Regions from separate parts of the Capsicum annuum genome. Here region 2 is linked to region 1. A link is a contact called in public Hi-C data. All regions are on one chromosome and are shown on one strand. The core of a region is the stretch at or near the end of the contact, and the rest is flanking DNA. Distances in the headings are between cores, read along the strand shown. Region 1 holds the start of LOC107863392 (subtilisin-like protease SBT1.3). Region 2 has its middle 16 kb from the start of LOC124896760.

Region 1 (3,581 bases), core at 504-3,003:
TCACCAACTGCTACTGCCGGAAGAAGGTGACTATCTGCAACCAGCTCTTCACCATTAGCTGCAGTGTTTGTCAAAATCATTCCTACTCCTCCAGCATCTTTTACTACTTGCCCCTTCTGAACTCGAGGACTAATTCCCCTATCACATATCACAATCTTCCCAGCAACCGAGGCATCATCTAAGGTACCCGCTAAGCACAATGAGCTCGGCAGGGAGCTGCTCGAATTATTTCCTAAATAAATTAAAGGATACTGTTTTTCTGTTGAAAGATTCTTCCTACCTTTATAAAGTGATGCCCCAGCCACAATTTTGCCAGTCCCCAGCTTAACAGTAGCTGGAAAATCCCTGTCCATAGTGCTGGCTCCTACTGTAGTGATCCATGGTGATACATTTGTAAGACTAATGGGATCAGGCCCACCATTTCCTGCTGAGCATGAAACAAACACCCCTTTCTCCATGGCCCCAAAAGCAGCAATTGACAAACTGTCACGATTATAAGACGAAACTCCACCACCCAAAGAGATAGACAAAACATTTACTCCATCAGCTACAGCTTGATCAACAGCAGAAAGTATATCCGAACTAAAACACCCACCCACCCAGCACACCTTGTAAGCTGAAACCCTCGCACCGGGGGCCATTCCTCGGGCAGTACCATAAGCATAACCCAAAAGATTGGCTCCACGAACTACAGACCCCGCAACTGTTCCAGCAGTATGAGTGCCATGCCCATCTTGATCTCGTGCTGATTTGTACTCATCCCTTTCATTTATTTTACCAGAAGATGATTCATACCCCCGGTAAAATACTCTAGCACCAACAATTTTCTTGCTACAGTGATGCTTCTCAAAACCACGCCCTGTTTCACATGCGCCTTTCCAGTGAGCTGGAACATCTGTCATTCCAGTATCATTAAAACTTGGACTTTCTGGCCAAATTCCAGTATCAAGAACACCCACAATTACATTGTGGTCCGAAAATCTATCAGACCACAACTTGTTGCTGTCCTCTCGGTCGAGGCCAAGAAACATAGGACTTCTAGTGGTATGCAACTCATATTTAATCTCAGGAAAAACAGCTAAAACCCCATATTGTTCTTGTAATCTTTTCACTTCTTCCTCACTAAGCTGAGCAGCAACTCCATGAAATGCAGTCTGGTAGCTGTAAAGTATCCTTTCTTCTTCGTCTCCTGCAGTTTCTAGTGATTTTACTAGTACAGATTTTACTAGTGATGAATACCATTTAACATGGTCAATGAAAACATCTGGCTTTGCCCGTTTATCCATTTGGATGATGTAAGTTTTCTTTGTGTTTCGCATGTTACTAGCACATAGTGCTAGGTTGATTGACAGACACATTGATACAAAGAAAAACAAGAATTTCACTGGTATTCCAGCCATGGAAAAGGGGAATGGAGAGTTAGGAATGAAGAAGAGAGGTGTGTGAATAATGCTTATCTGAGAGTGTGTCGGTGTGTTAGCTAGTGGAGTATTCAATATTTTAGCAGAAAGGATGGGCCATTAATGTGTCTTCTTGTGCAGGAAATAAAGAAGGTGGTTGTTTTCATGAATAATGGTAAAGCTTTTATTGTGAAAGTAGAGCTGGCTCGAGTGGGTTAAAGTTGTAGTTATGGTCCATCATCCATGTGTTGCATGGTTAAATGCTGGATGTTTATTCAAAGATACATTTTAATCTTCCTATTGAGTTTGTGGAAACTACTTGTGAGTAATATAAACATATACAATATATTTTCATAAGGTGGGATTTGAGAAAAATAAAGCGTATTCAATTTGTATTTGGTTAATTTCATATTAGTTGGTCCCTATTGACTTACAAACTTTATAAGAAATTTTTTATTAGATGTATATTTTACTAAACTAACATTATTAACGATGATTTGAAACTCCAAAAATAATTATTACTACTTTATATAGTTATTTAATATTAACGATAATACAATAAAAAATAAAAAGGATCTCATTAATTTGCGAGAATAGACAAATAAATTGAAAAATCTATTTTTTTTTAGTAAAGAGATCAAGTAAAATGGAATGGAGAGAATATTAACACACTTACCATAATTTGTCTCCAGAAAATGTCATATATAAAAATAATTTAATTTTAAAATTCTCGTTTTATTCTTAAAGACAAAGTCATCGATAGGCACTCAAACTTGTTGCCAAAATTCACTTAGACACCTAAACTAAGGCCTGTTTCTATCAGACCCCAAAATTCCCCACATTTTGTTCCAATTGAGCATTTTTTTCGCTGTTCTCATCAGCTTGTTCGCGCGTGTCTCCAAACGCAACTGATGTGGAAAGTTGTCCACATAAAACTCTCCACGTGGATAAACTAAATCCACATATACTTATTACATTTTAAATGAAAAAAATCATTTTGGCCGTTTGTTTTTCTCTCCCCGTTAACTCTCTCTCAGATAACCCTAAAATTAACCCTAATTTAACGAAAATTCCACTCAAATTGAAGGAGAAATTTGGGGGTTTTCCACAGATCTTCCTTGTGTAACTGTTATTATGATTTATATTTATTAAATTTTGTTGAATTTTAGCATATTTCAGATTTTAGGGTTTTGAAATTTCACTGTTAGGGCTGTGATTTTACGAATATTCCGTCTCTTTTTTAACATGCATTAAAGGTTGTAGCTTTTAGCTTATTGGTGTGTACTTTGAGTATATTCCGTTAACTAACTTTGAATTCTTACGCTTTTGTTGCAGGTGACGTAACAAATAGAGATAATATTCACAAAATTTTCCGTAGGGGATCTATTTTCAACAAGGGTGTCCCTACATATGTTGCAAGTTGTGTGCCAGAGCTAAGGTATATTAACAAGGACCACTTTTCCATGCTGGAATTATTATTTTATACTAAAGAATTTGGGTATGACACTGTTAGGGGTTCTATTATCAAGATGCAGTAACTAAGCAGTTCAACTTGGTGAAGAGTGATAGACATTTTGTTGAACTATTTAAAGACTTAAAACATGAGGACTCTATTGATTTTTATGTCTATCATGTTTTTGATGAACCAATTCTTGACCCTGATGGTCCCACTGGTTTTTAACCTGCACCTGATATTATTGAGTGTGCAGACCTAGAAAGAGAAAGTGTTGGTATTGATGATAGTGCTAACATAGAGATGGAATCTGTTGGAGTAGAGAAAGAGATGGAGGCTGATATAAAAGATTTTAACCTAGAAGATGTTGAGATAGAGAATGTTAACTTAGGTAAAGAGAGGGAGACTCATGTAGAAGATGGTGTAGAAGAAGGTGATGAGGCTAATATAGAAGATATCCATGTAGAAGATGTTAACCTAGAAGATTTTGGTGTAGAAGGAGGTGATGAAGCTGATGTACAAGATATTCATGCAGAAGATGTTAATAGGCTAGCAAATAAGTTGTCAGATTACTTGAGTAGTGATTCAGATCTTGGAGATATTCCTTCAGAAGATGGCTTAGATGTTGATGAGGAGTTGAGGGCATTTAGACAAGAAAGAAGGATAAACAAAGCTAAAAGAAAGAAAGAAATCAAAAAGCAAAAAAAAAGGCTGTTGAAATTGAACAA
Region 2 (3,546 bases), core at 609-3,108, 71 kb before region 1:
AGCATCTCCGAGTTGTTTATTAGACCAGATGTAGTAGTCACCTTTCCAGCTCATTTCACTCAACTGTAAATTCTGGATACATTCTACAAAATCTTTAATCTCAGCAAACTAAACTGGATACCCACTCAATCTATCTTTAGCATCTAATAAAGCATTAAAGTCTCCACACATCAGCCACGACCTATTGACAGTAAGAGTTATTTGTATTAGATACTCCCATAAGTTTCTTCTTTATTCTATGGTATTGAATCCATAAACAACTGTAAGAAAACATTCTATATCTTGATGAACTTTACAATGGATAACCTGATTTTCTTGCCTTAGATAAATCACAGCACAGTGATTCTTATCCCATACTACCCAAATAAGACCACTTTCAGCAGCATGATAGTTATTTATAGAGCCCCAACCAGGTACTATTAGATTCAAAATGCTAGAAGATTTATGTTGCTTTACTCTTTCTTCTATTAGACCAGCTAATTTAATGTGCTTATTACTCAAAAACTTATTTACCTCCTTTTGCTTGTATCTCTTATTTACAGCACGAACATTCCAAAACAGCTAGCTCATGCAGAGTGGGATTTTCCTTTATCTGGGGGTAAGCTGGCTTCTCTGTCTCCAATTCTCTGTTTACCACCCAGTACCTTTCTTAGTAGTTTTGACTGCACTTAACCAACGAAAATTGGTCATGTTCAAGTCCATAGCTTCAGTATTGGGTAAGGTACTTCCAGCTCTTCCACTTTGACCTGTATCTCTGTTTATGTTGGAGCTTTGGGCTGGCAGACTCTGCACAGCAGTGGCATCAGTAGGTTGGTTACTAGTTTCCGCCTGCATAGTTTTTTCCTCCAACTTTTGAGCTTCATCTTCCTGGTTATTGTTACTGATTGTGGTAGGTAGCAATGGACTCTTATAGGCCCATTCTTTTATTACTTGAGGTCCACCATACCCTTCTCTCCGTCCAGGCTTAGGTTGAGCTTTAGGTGTTGGGGCAGGCACGCATTTGTGACCAATCTTCTGACATTGTTCACAGTGGGCTGGTCTCCATTTATAGATTATTGATTGAGTGAACACTTTGCCATTAGGGTCAGCTACTGTAACTTCATCTGGCGACTTTTTAGTCACATTCACTTCAATGAGCAGCGTAAGACACTCTTATCTGCTTTGCCGTGCATTCATCAACAAATATGGGTTTCCCAATCGAGCTAGCAATTTTACTGAGTGAGTTCACTCCCCAACAGTTCATAGGTAGCTTCGTAAGTTTAACCCAAAGTGGAAGCTTAGTGGGAAATTCCTCATTAAAATTGAACTCTGTTGTCCATGATTTCAAAATCAGAGGCCGGTAGTTTAGTGTATATGGACCAGCATATAGAATCTCCCTTAAATCCTCCAACAAGTTGAATTTAACAATAATATACCCATCTTCGTGAAGGTATACCTCTGGAGCAGCCACAGTGTTCCAAGTTTGATTAACAAACATGTTCATCAAGTTGTATCTGGGACATTCTCCAATAGAGTACACTATCATTGAGCACTTCCATTTCTCCACCTCGCGTTCTACCTCCTCTTTGTCTAATTGAACCACTTCTACGCCTTCTACTATCTGAGGAGCTATGTTTTTAGCGATAATTCATTTTCGACCGCACGATTTCGCTAAAATAAGTTCACGCAGGGTTCCTCCATTTGTGGTTTCTGCTCTTGGTTAGTGTTTTGCATTTCATTCTCAGATCTGTTAGCTTGGGTTTTCTCACCAATTCCAGATTTAGGGTTATCTACCAGAGTGTCTAATCCTGCACTACTCAGCTGTAGTTTCCGATCAACCCCTTGATTTGTCGATGTAGAGCCTAGCTGGTGTATTCCTCGCTGAATTTCAGTAATCGGTGTTAACTTTTGAGCTCCACCATTTGTCTCAGTCGGTGTAGCCTCAGTTGCTCCCCCTGACCGTTCCTCAGTTATGTTAATTCTTCCTCGTCCACGCCCTAGGCCTCTTTCATGACCTCGTCCCCCTCCCTCTTACCACGGTTCTCATCAGTGTATGTTAGCTAACGTGCACCAGCTCCAAATGGTACGTTAGCTAGCTTTTCAAATTGTCTTCGCAAAAATGTGCTAAAAAACAGATGAGTTGCCCTTTAGAAATTATGATGCACGGGACACAGATAGCATTTACAGCTATTTCTCATCCCAGCAATACATTCGTTGTTCTTAATTTTTCATGTTATTGCAGCCATAATATAAACACCTGCTTGAATTTTGCAAAATTGTTGCATACTAGATTTCTCCGATCCACCTTCACAGTCTCTCCTTTTAGTAAATTGTAAGCTTTTGAGATTTTAAATTCTCCCTTATGCAGTACCTGAGATGCAGTACATTCCTTACAATGTGAGCATATTTTCTCATACTTTGAACTTTTCTAATCATTCATAATGCTTGTCCAGGAATGGGCATGGTAGGAATTTGTTGTATGTGAGTTCAAGTGATCCATAATTTTTCCTTTTTGAGACTTAACTTCTATAGAATTTTACATATAGCTACAGTATTGCAAAATTTCAAATCTAACAAGTTCAGTCCATCACCCTTTTTAGATAAACAAACAGTCTTTCAAGATACTAATACCCTCATAGTAATATTAGCCTCTCCTGCCACAGATAACTTCTACAAGCAGCTTCTATCATCTTCATTATTTTCTTTGACAGTAAAAATAGCTGAGCCTCATAAGCTTGTACTTCAGGTAACGCTGCTTTAATAAATTATGCTCTACCAGCATATGATAGACTATTTGCCATTCAACCTGTAATTTGTTATCTTATTTACTAAAGGCATGCACTATGATATGATGAGTTTTTTTTTTTTCCAAAGTTATCGACAGACACTCAAATTTATTGCGAAAATTCACTTAGACCCCTAAACTAAGGCCTGTTCCTATCAGACCCCTAAACCCCGCAAATTTTGTTCCAATTGAGCATTTTTTTACCTATCAGCAAAAAGGTCAAAGCCTGTGTTGCACATACGCGATGACATGGCAAAACGGGCTAATTGGAAGCTAACACGTGGAATTATGAATCCAATAATTGTTAAAAATTAATTATAATTTTTAAAAAAAAATTATGTAAAAATGGCATTAAAGAAATTATTAAAAAATAATTCTAAAATTATTACAAAAATAAAAATAAAAAACTGATTATTTTAAAAAAATTATAATTTTTTTTGAAAAATGAAATTAATTATTAAAAAATTATTTTTTAAAAAAATAAATATTAAAAAAATTTTAAATTTTTTAAAAAATGAAAATAAAAAATGGCATTGAAGATATAAATTATGAAAAAATAATTATAAAATTATTTAAAAAATAAAAATAAAAAAATGATTATTAAAAAAAATTCTAAATTTTTTTTAAAAATGAAATAAATTATTAAAAAATTATTTAAAAAATAAAAAATTAATTATTAAAAAAATTATAAAACTTTTTAAAATGAAAATAAAAAATGGCATTGAGGATCCCAATTATTAAAAAATAATACTAAATTATTTAAAAAATAAAACTAAAAAAAT

The links. Hi-C and Micro-C count contacts between places; a contact is called where the count stands out from the background.
Region 2: a Hi-C map of leaf shows a contact between it and region 1, with 2.1 times the contacts expected there. The contact joins the enhancer-like site here to the promoter of LOC107863392 in region 1. A contact is called at or near these places in 2 of 5 Hi-C or Micro-C datasets (leaf and placenta).

The regions. Positions count from the first base shown.
Region 1 is chr3:200,391,921-200,395,501 of UCD10Xv1.1, reverse strand. LOC107863392 (subtilisin-like protease SBT1.3) reads right to left here and starts at 1,753. Exons shown (of 1, transcript XM_016709286.2): 1 at 1-1,753. The coding sequence starts at 1,400.
Region 2 is chr3:200,463,038-200,466,583 of UCD10Xv1.1, reverse strand. No RefSeq gene overlaps it. Among protein-coding and RNA genes, the nearest start is that of LOC124896760, 16 kb to the right of the region's middle. Within about 2 kb of position 1,858, at least 4 of the 5 cell types and tissues checked have an H3K27ac peak or open chromatin away from gene starts, as enhancers often do. A contact at or near this core is called in leaf, where this site is marked.